2 separate regions of the Rattus norvegicus genome follow, and region 1 is linked to region 2. Evidence: chromatin contacts called from public Hi-C data. All regions are on one chromosome and are shown on one strand. Each heading gives the region's core, a stretch centred on a gene start, on an enhancer-like site or on the middle of the called end of the contact. The rest is flanking DNA. Distances are from core to core; before and after follow the strand shown.

Region 1 (3,733 bases), core at 1,044-3,543, 230 kb before region 2:
GATTTTCCTGGAATACTGCATACCCTAAAGCAGAAGAAAGGGTTTTCACTTACACTGAATGAGTTCAGCTCTTCTGAGTCCAGTGGCAGCAGGTGTGTGTGTGCAGGTGTTGGGGAGCAAGCAGCCAGCTGAAGGCTCCCGCATCCCTCAAAGGCCAGGCTCTGGCACAGTGAGGCCGGATCTCATCAGTCCAGTTAGACGTGACATTCCCAGAGCTTATCCCATGATTTCTTTCACTGAACCCATGCACTAAGGCCCCTCAAGTTATTTGGTGACCATTCTACCTGGTGACCCTAATTCAGCCCTCATAGAAGTGTAACTCAAGTCAGATGTTGTCCTGTCGGCCTGCAGTACTGCATTTGATCCATTGTCAGTAAAGCCAAGCCAGACTCTGAATCAGTCGCCTGCGCCTGGAGACCAAGGCTTGGGAAGAGGCAAGTGTCTGTATCTTGACTGGTTTGGCTGTGTGCAGGGCCCTGGTATGCGGATGGGCTGAGCTGCCAGTGGCTTTCTTTGGCCTAGGAGTGTGAGAGGATTGAAAACATCCTGGTCTCTAGACTCCCATTGAACAGGTTCTCAGGACCCGTCCATCCCCTGTGGGGGGGAGGGTTGTCAGGGTTTGTAATTCCCATCTCCTTGGTTTCAGTCTCAGAAGTGTGTGTGCTAGGGGCTGGTGTCCTCGTTGGACCTCTGGCCTCTAAAGAACTTGACTTCAGAGATTTGTCCACCTCACTGGAGGTGGACATAACCATACAGATGGCTTCTGTAGAGCAGAGGTCCTCACACACATGCTGGCAAAGGAAATGCAGGAGTGACAAAGTGGGGGCTGCCTTAGTCTCAATCAGAACAAATGTCTGAAAGGTGCTGTGGGTCTAGAAGCAGACATGGGTATTCCAGTCTGAGGGACTGCCGTAAGAAAGGACTAGGAGACAGCAATGCACTGCATTCTGAGGAAGGTGCTTGGTAATAATGAGTTCATTATGTTCCAGGTATATGGTGGGCAAGATGGCTGGTCAGGTCCTGTTGCCACGCCTGATAATCCAAACTCCATCCCTGGGGCCTGTGTGGTGGAAGGAAAGCCCATTCACAAAAGTTGCCTTCTGACCTCAGGACAAGTTTGCACACAACAAGGGATTTAAAATGTAACTGACTACAAAGCAAGTTCTAGACTAGCCAGGGCTACACAGCGAGACTCTCAAAATACTTAGATGATATATGATGGGGTCAGTGGTAGGTCTGTTTCCACCCTTTCAGACATGTGGCATCACCTGGGCCCTTATAATACTTGGTTTTCTTGCCCACCTAGTCCTTACCGTGATCAGGAAAGACCTAACACCATACCGTGTTGAAAGAGTAGGGATGGGGCAGGAGAGATGGCTCAGCGGTTAAGAGCACTGACTGCTCTTCTAGAGGTCTGAGTTCAATTCCCAGCAACCACATGGGGACTCACAACCATCTGTCATGGGATCTGATGCCCTCTTCTGCTGTGTCTGAAGATAGCTACAGTGTATTCATACATGAAATAAATAGATAAATATTTTTTTAAAAAGTAGGGATGATATATGATACACATTTTGTGGATGGCAGGTCAAGGGGTAGGGAGACAGAGATACCACCGTAGGCATTATAAAACAGCAAAATAAAATAACGGAGTAGTGGAGCACACATCTGTAATTCCTGAACACAAGTGGAGACAGATAAGTTCATGTTCATATATATGTATATGCCAGCCTCGACTTCTTGTGACTCTTAACAACATAAACATTGAAAAATAAAAATAATGGCCGCCGGGGCTGGGGATTTAGCTCAGTGGTTAGAGCGCTTACCTAGGAAGCGCAAGGCCCTGGGTTCGGTCCCCAGCTCCGAAAAAAAGAACAAAAAAATAATAATAATAATAATAATGGCCGCCAAGTCTGCTTAGTGTGCAAGAGTTTCTGAAAACAGTTTATCCCGAGTCTCATAATGGGAAGTCAGATCTCACTTCCCCCACTTCCCCCACTTGCACTGTGGTTAAATTAAAAAAAAAAATAGACATGGCAGAAGGGTAAATCGGGGAACTGAGTGTTATTGGCTTTGAAGCTGAAGCCAGGGAATAAGGAAAAAACGGGAGTTGATTATTAACCACTTGAGAGGGATTCTTCAATTCTAAAGCCCATCCATTTTTTCTGAGTGCGTTTTACGCATGCGCCACACTCAGAGCTTACTGCTGGCGCGCCCCCTGGCATTCATTGCGATCAGTGCAGCTGTAGCAAACAGCGGAAGCGGGTCCGGAAGTGCGTTTATTCGCTTCGCCCGCCTCTTCCGGCTTATTTCCGCCCACTCCACCCAGTCTAGTTTGCCGGAAACGCTGCTCCGCTTTACCTGGGTTCAGCATCTCTAGATCGAATCCGGACACCGACAAAATGCCGGTAAGTCTTCGAGCCCCAAGGTCGGGGAGCCGAGCGGGGCGAGGGCCTGAGGGGAGGCGGGAGACCTGCGTCAAAAGGCCTGGGGGAGAGGAAACCGCCCTGCTCTCTAGCCCCGGTCCTTTGCCTCCAGCACCGGCTCTCTCGCCCCGCTGCTTCCACTCCCAAACCCCCAGTCCTGCAGTGTTCCCAGGTCCCACTCTAGAGCCTCAAACCTAAAAATGATGGCTTTTATTTTTAAACCTAGGGTCCAGCTTCTCCCCCCCCCCCCCCCCCGCTCTTGTCATGTCCACTTCCTCCTCCGCCCCAGGGAGTGAGTCGGCCTGCTGCTAATCACCTGTCAGACTTCACTTCCCTGATGGACCCCTTCCATCGTCCTCCCTGCTGTAACTCCCACCCAACTCCCAGACCACCACTGAGTCAGCGCTAGTTTCCAGGAGTTTCCTTTTCCGTGTGCATCCGAGTGGGAGGAAATTGATGCCGATTGCACATTATAAAGGGACGCTTGAATAAGGTCTACCTTCATTGGACAAGTGTTACTACTGAACTCTCACTGGGAAGCCAGCACTGTTAACAGCAGCAGCTAAGGCCCTCTCGGGGAGCTGATACTTTAACGGAGAAACAATAACCGCGTAAATATAAATAGGAAGTAGCTTCAGATCTTAACAAACGCTGTGAAGAAAATAGATCGATGGCAACGATGGTGGCAATTATTTCATCCCAAAACTTGAAGGCAGAGGCAGGAGAATAGCAAATCTCAGATCAGTGTGGACTGTGTGTGTAGTGAGTTCTAGGTCAGCCTGGGTTACATAGCTGTAAGAAATGGAGAGAGGCAAAAAAAAAAAAAAAAAAATACTGGGGAAAGAGCTTGTTGTGCGGGAGTATAGCAGATCATGCTTCTGACCCCAGCTCTGTTGAGGCAAAGGACAGTCAGATCCTCCGAGTTCATTGGCCAGCCAGCCTAGCCAAAAATCAGCAAGTTCTGGGTTCAGTAAGAGACACTGTCACACACACAAATACATAGTAGGACTGAGGAGGTGTCTCAGTGGCACAAGTGTGAAGACCTGAGTTTGGATGCCTAGCACCCAAGTAAAACAGCCAGGGGAGGCAGCTCCTGTGGGCAATTCCAGAGCTGGGGATGTATAGAGATCCCTGAGGCTCCCAGTCTGAAAAATAAAGTGAAAAGCAGTGAAGAAAGAGACCTGTGGCCTCCAGCTGGGGACATACACATACGTACCAGTATGCGCGCGCGCGCGCGTGCACACACACACACACACACACACACACACACACACACACACACACACGGGCATGCATGATCATGTGCA
Region 2 (3,719 bases), core at 483-2,982:
GCGGAAGTTTGAGGCCAGCCTGGGCTGTCCAGGAAGACGACCCTCTTAAACTAGAAAAGATGAGTTGGACAAGACAGAGTTATCTCAATGCTTTCTCAGTTAAAAACTATGAAAAAAGATACTGTTTCCCTCAAGATGTAGAGTGAGCCATGAGCATCTTACTACACACAGGCACATGCACGCGTGCACACAGACACAGACATAGACACAGACACACACACACACACACACACTCCTTTTAAAACAGGTCTTGCTGTGTAGCCTTTGCAGGCCTGGAACTCACTGTGTAGACCAAGCTTCTGTCTCCTGAATGCTAGGATCAAAAACCAAGGGCCGCCAAGTTTGGCCTGAAATGGGTTCCTTAATTGAGTGGGTGAAGTTTACATTTAGAAGACAATAAAAAGGAAGGAAGGAAGGAACTTAGAAGAAAGGAAGAAAGATCTTACTACCTCATAATAATAAAAAATGAGTAAATGAAGTTGTTTAAAAAGACAAGAAAGAACGGCAAAACCGGTACCGTTGCTAAATTTAAGGTTTCTTTCAAGCTTATGTAAAAGGAATGTTTCAGCCAGAGAGAGTGGTGTGCAACTTTAATCTCAGTGCTGGGAGGCAGAGGCAGGAGGATCTCTGAGTTGGAAGACAGCCTGGTCTACAGAGTGAGTTCCTAGAGAGCCAGAGCTACACAGAGAAGTCTTGTCTCAAACAACAGACCAAAAATAAATAAACAAACAAACAAAGGAAGAAAGAAAGAAAGAATATCTTTACGTTTTAAAACTTGGGAGGTTCAAGTTTTCAACTGTAATAATACATATCCTTATATTCACATGTATTTAAGACAATTTAGAAGTTGTTGGTGCAGTTTTTTCTTCTTTGAAAAACACAAAATCAAACCAAATATCCAGATAAACAAGTAAATGTTGCTAAGAGAAGAAAAGACGGGGTCTGGGGCTCTCGAGTATTTACAGGCAGGTAATGGTTGCTAGGGGAGGGAAACACATTTTCTTCAGTGCTTGGCCACTGGGAAGTAACCCATGCTCCTGAAAGAAACCGTGATTAAATTCACTGGACCGCCAAAAAGGAAAGAGGGCAAAAAAGTGGAAGGGAGCCCAGTTGGGAATCAGTGGTGAAGAGCGAGAAACCGGGATGGGACGGTGGAAATACACCGTATGTATGCATGTGTGAAAATAATGGTACCCATTATGCGTAACTAGCATACGCCAATCTTCAAAACATTGTTTAAAGAAAGAAATGAGTTGGGGCTCCCGCACCCCACGTCCCCCACCAGCTTTCAGAGGACAGAGATGTTTCTTGAACAGGTAGGGTTGTCGGTGCCCTGCGGGCGCTGCGCGCTAAAATTAGCAAAAGCAATTACTCTCCCTCTTCCAGCGCAAGAGGCCGAGCTAATTCACCAGCACTCACCCACAGCAGCACCCAGGGGGCCGGGGCAAGAATTAAAACCAGGACGCGCGTGTTATTCTGGCCTAGCCGGGGCAGCGCGCGCAGGCCCACGGCCTCCTGCGAGGCCCCGGGCGGAGGGGGACCCGCGCGGCCGACCCCCGACAGGCCCTGCTGCCGCCACCGACCGGGAGCGGGCGCAGCTTGAGGGGAATCGGGGTTCGCGGCGTTCCCGACCGCGAGTTGGCGGGGTTACCTCAAATCCTCCTCACGAAACCACCTCCCCACCCCCGGGAGACACCGGGGCGCTAGCGGGTTCCTAGAGACCGCTCCTTGGCAACGGTTGCCATGCAGTGATGTCACTTCCTATGGCTTGGGGGCGGGCACCGGGGGCGGGGCCTCGGGCTGGAAAGCTGGGTTTCTGGTACCTGGGGTTCAGAGCCACCACAGAAAGCCAAGGGTGACCAGAGTTGTCAGCCCCACTTAGACTCCTGCTGATAATAACCGTCTCCAGTTCGCACTTGACAGAGGACTTAACCTGTGCTGTTTGCGTGTACTGTTTCAGCCCTTTATTTATTTACCAAACTTGGGGCGACGACTTGTTTGAATCAGGGCTAGATAGGGTTTGGGGGGTCAGAAGGCAATAGGTGTGGTTTCCGAATTTAGGTTTTCGACAAAAGAATTTCCAGATTAAACTGCGCATGGAGCAATTATAAACTATGGATTAAGAGACCCAGACATGGGGAGGAGAGAGAGACAGACAAACGGAGTCTCACTCTGAAAATTGGGTTAGATGCTCAGACATCCTTGGAGAGTGTAAATTTATCATCAGACTTGCCACAACTTAAAACTAACAAATGATTAATTAGGCGTTTCTTACGTGCCCCATACTGCTGACTACTGGGAATGCAACAGAGACCCAATAGGGTTGGTTCTGCCCTCATAGAGGTAATGAGGTAAGAAAGACAATATAGTTAAACAGCCCAGGACTGAGAGAAATATAACAAGATGTCCCAGTGATGACAGAGCACACTGGATGTTTACTGGGGGGAAAGGGATCGTACTGTCAAGTCTCCATTAGACAGAGTCATGTTTAAAGACCAGCAAAAAGGATCCAAACCGGTGCAGTAGTTCAGCTGGTAAAGGCGCTTGGCACACAAACCTAGGGACAGGTTCCACAGAGACAGATTGTGTCTCTGCCTGCTGACACACCAAAGGAGGAATTGACTTTGCCTGTTGTTCCTTGGTGGGACTCATGAAGGAGTCCAGCACCAGTTTTACCACACAGAGGTGTTGCTTAGTGTGCCTGAAACAAGCCTCTCTGGGTAGCTTTTCTTTTTCCCTAGAGACACCAGGTCAAGCCTTCTGTATAAGCTTGTAAGTACCTTTTAACTGAACTGTGTTTGAGATTTTGAATAGATTATTAACAGGCTCTAACCCTACGCCACAGCGGTTCTCAAAACTTGTCACTTCTACTTCACCCCTCACTTCCTCACCTCCCACCCACTCCACCCCCTCTTCCTCCACCTCCCCTTCCTGTTCTTCTAGTAGCCTGTGCTACCATTGAGTGACATCTCCAACTTTGCTTTTTCTTTCTATTACATCATTTATTTATTGTGTGTAGAAGGACCGGGACCACTGTGAGCAAGGCCATGCCTGGACATGGGGACCTGGCCTATATAAGAAAGGTGGTTGAGCATGCCCGGAGGTGCCAGCCAGTAAGAAGCACACCTTTGTGGTTCCTGCTTCAAGCTCCTGCCTTTTCTTTCTGGATGACAGACTGTGCGATCTGTAAACTAAGACAGAAAGCAGACAGGTGGTTAGAGGCTGTGTACTTGGGAAGGCTATCACTCCTGTCTGACTCAATCTAAGAGCTCACTGTCATCTTGACTTGCTTTCTCTCTCCATCTCTGTCTCCTCCCCACTTTGCTCTGAACCAGCTGCTGCTAGTACTGGTGGGATTACTCCTAGCCTGGCAGCAGCCTAGTGTGTCAGAAAATCTTGGAGCAAATGCTCATTGGCCCAAAGTATGTTAAACTACCCCCCCCAATATCTTCATTTTTATTTTATGCATACAAATGGTTTTCCCTGCATGTGTGTGCACCACTTGCATGCAGAGCCCATGGAGGCCAGAAGGGAGCATCAGACCCTTGGAAATGGAGTTAGAGACTGCTACAAGCCACCTTGTGTGTGTGCAAGGAATCAAGCTTGGATTCTCTGGAAGAGCAGCACATGATTTTAATGCCTGAACCATCTTCCCAGCGCCCAGATGATTCCCTTTTTAAATTAAAAAAAAATTCTTTTGGTCATATTTGATTTTGAAA

The links. A called contact is a pair of places that touch in the nucleus more often than the background predicts.
Region 1: a Hi-C map of hepatocytes shows a contact between it and region 2, with 3 times the contacts expected there. The contact joins the promoter of Arpc3 here to the promoter of Ift81 in region 2. A contact is called at or near these places in 6 of 12 Hi-C or Micro-C datasets (the A7r5 cell line, the Rat2 cell line, Schwann cells and 3 more).

What each region holds. Positions count from the first base shown.
Region 1 is chr12:39,845,996-39,849,728 of GRCr8, reverse strand. It overlaps Arpc3 (actin related protein 2/3 complex, subunit 3), which reads left to right and starts at 2,293. Exons shown (of 7, transcript NM_001105933.1): 1 at 2,293-2,408. The coding sequence starts at 2,403.
Region 2 is chr12:39,616,635-39,620,353 of GRCr8, reverse strand. It overlaps Ift81 (intraflagellar transport 81), which reads right to left and starts at 1,732. Exons shown (of 19, transcript NM_199120.2): 1 at 1,652-1,732.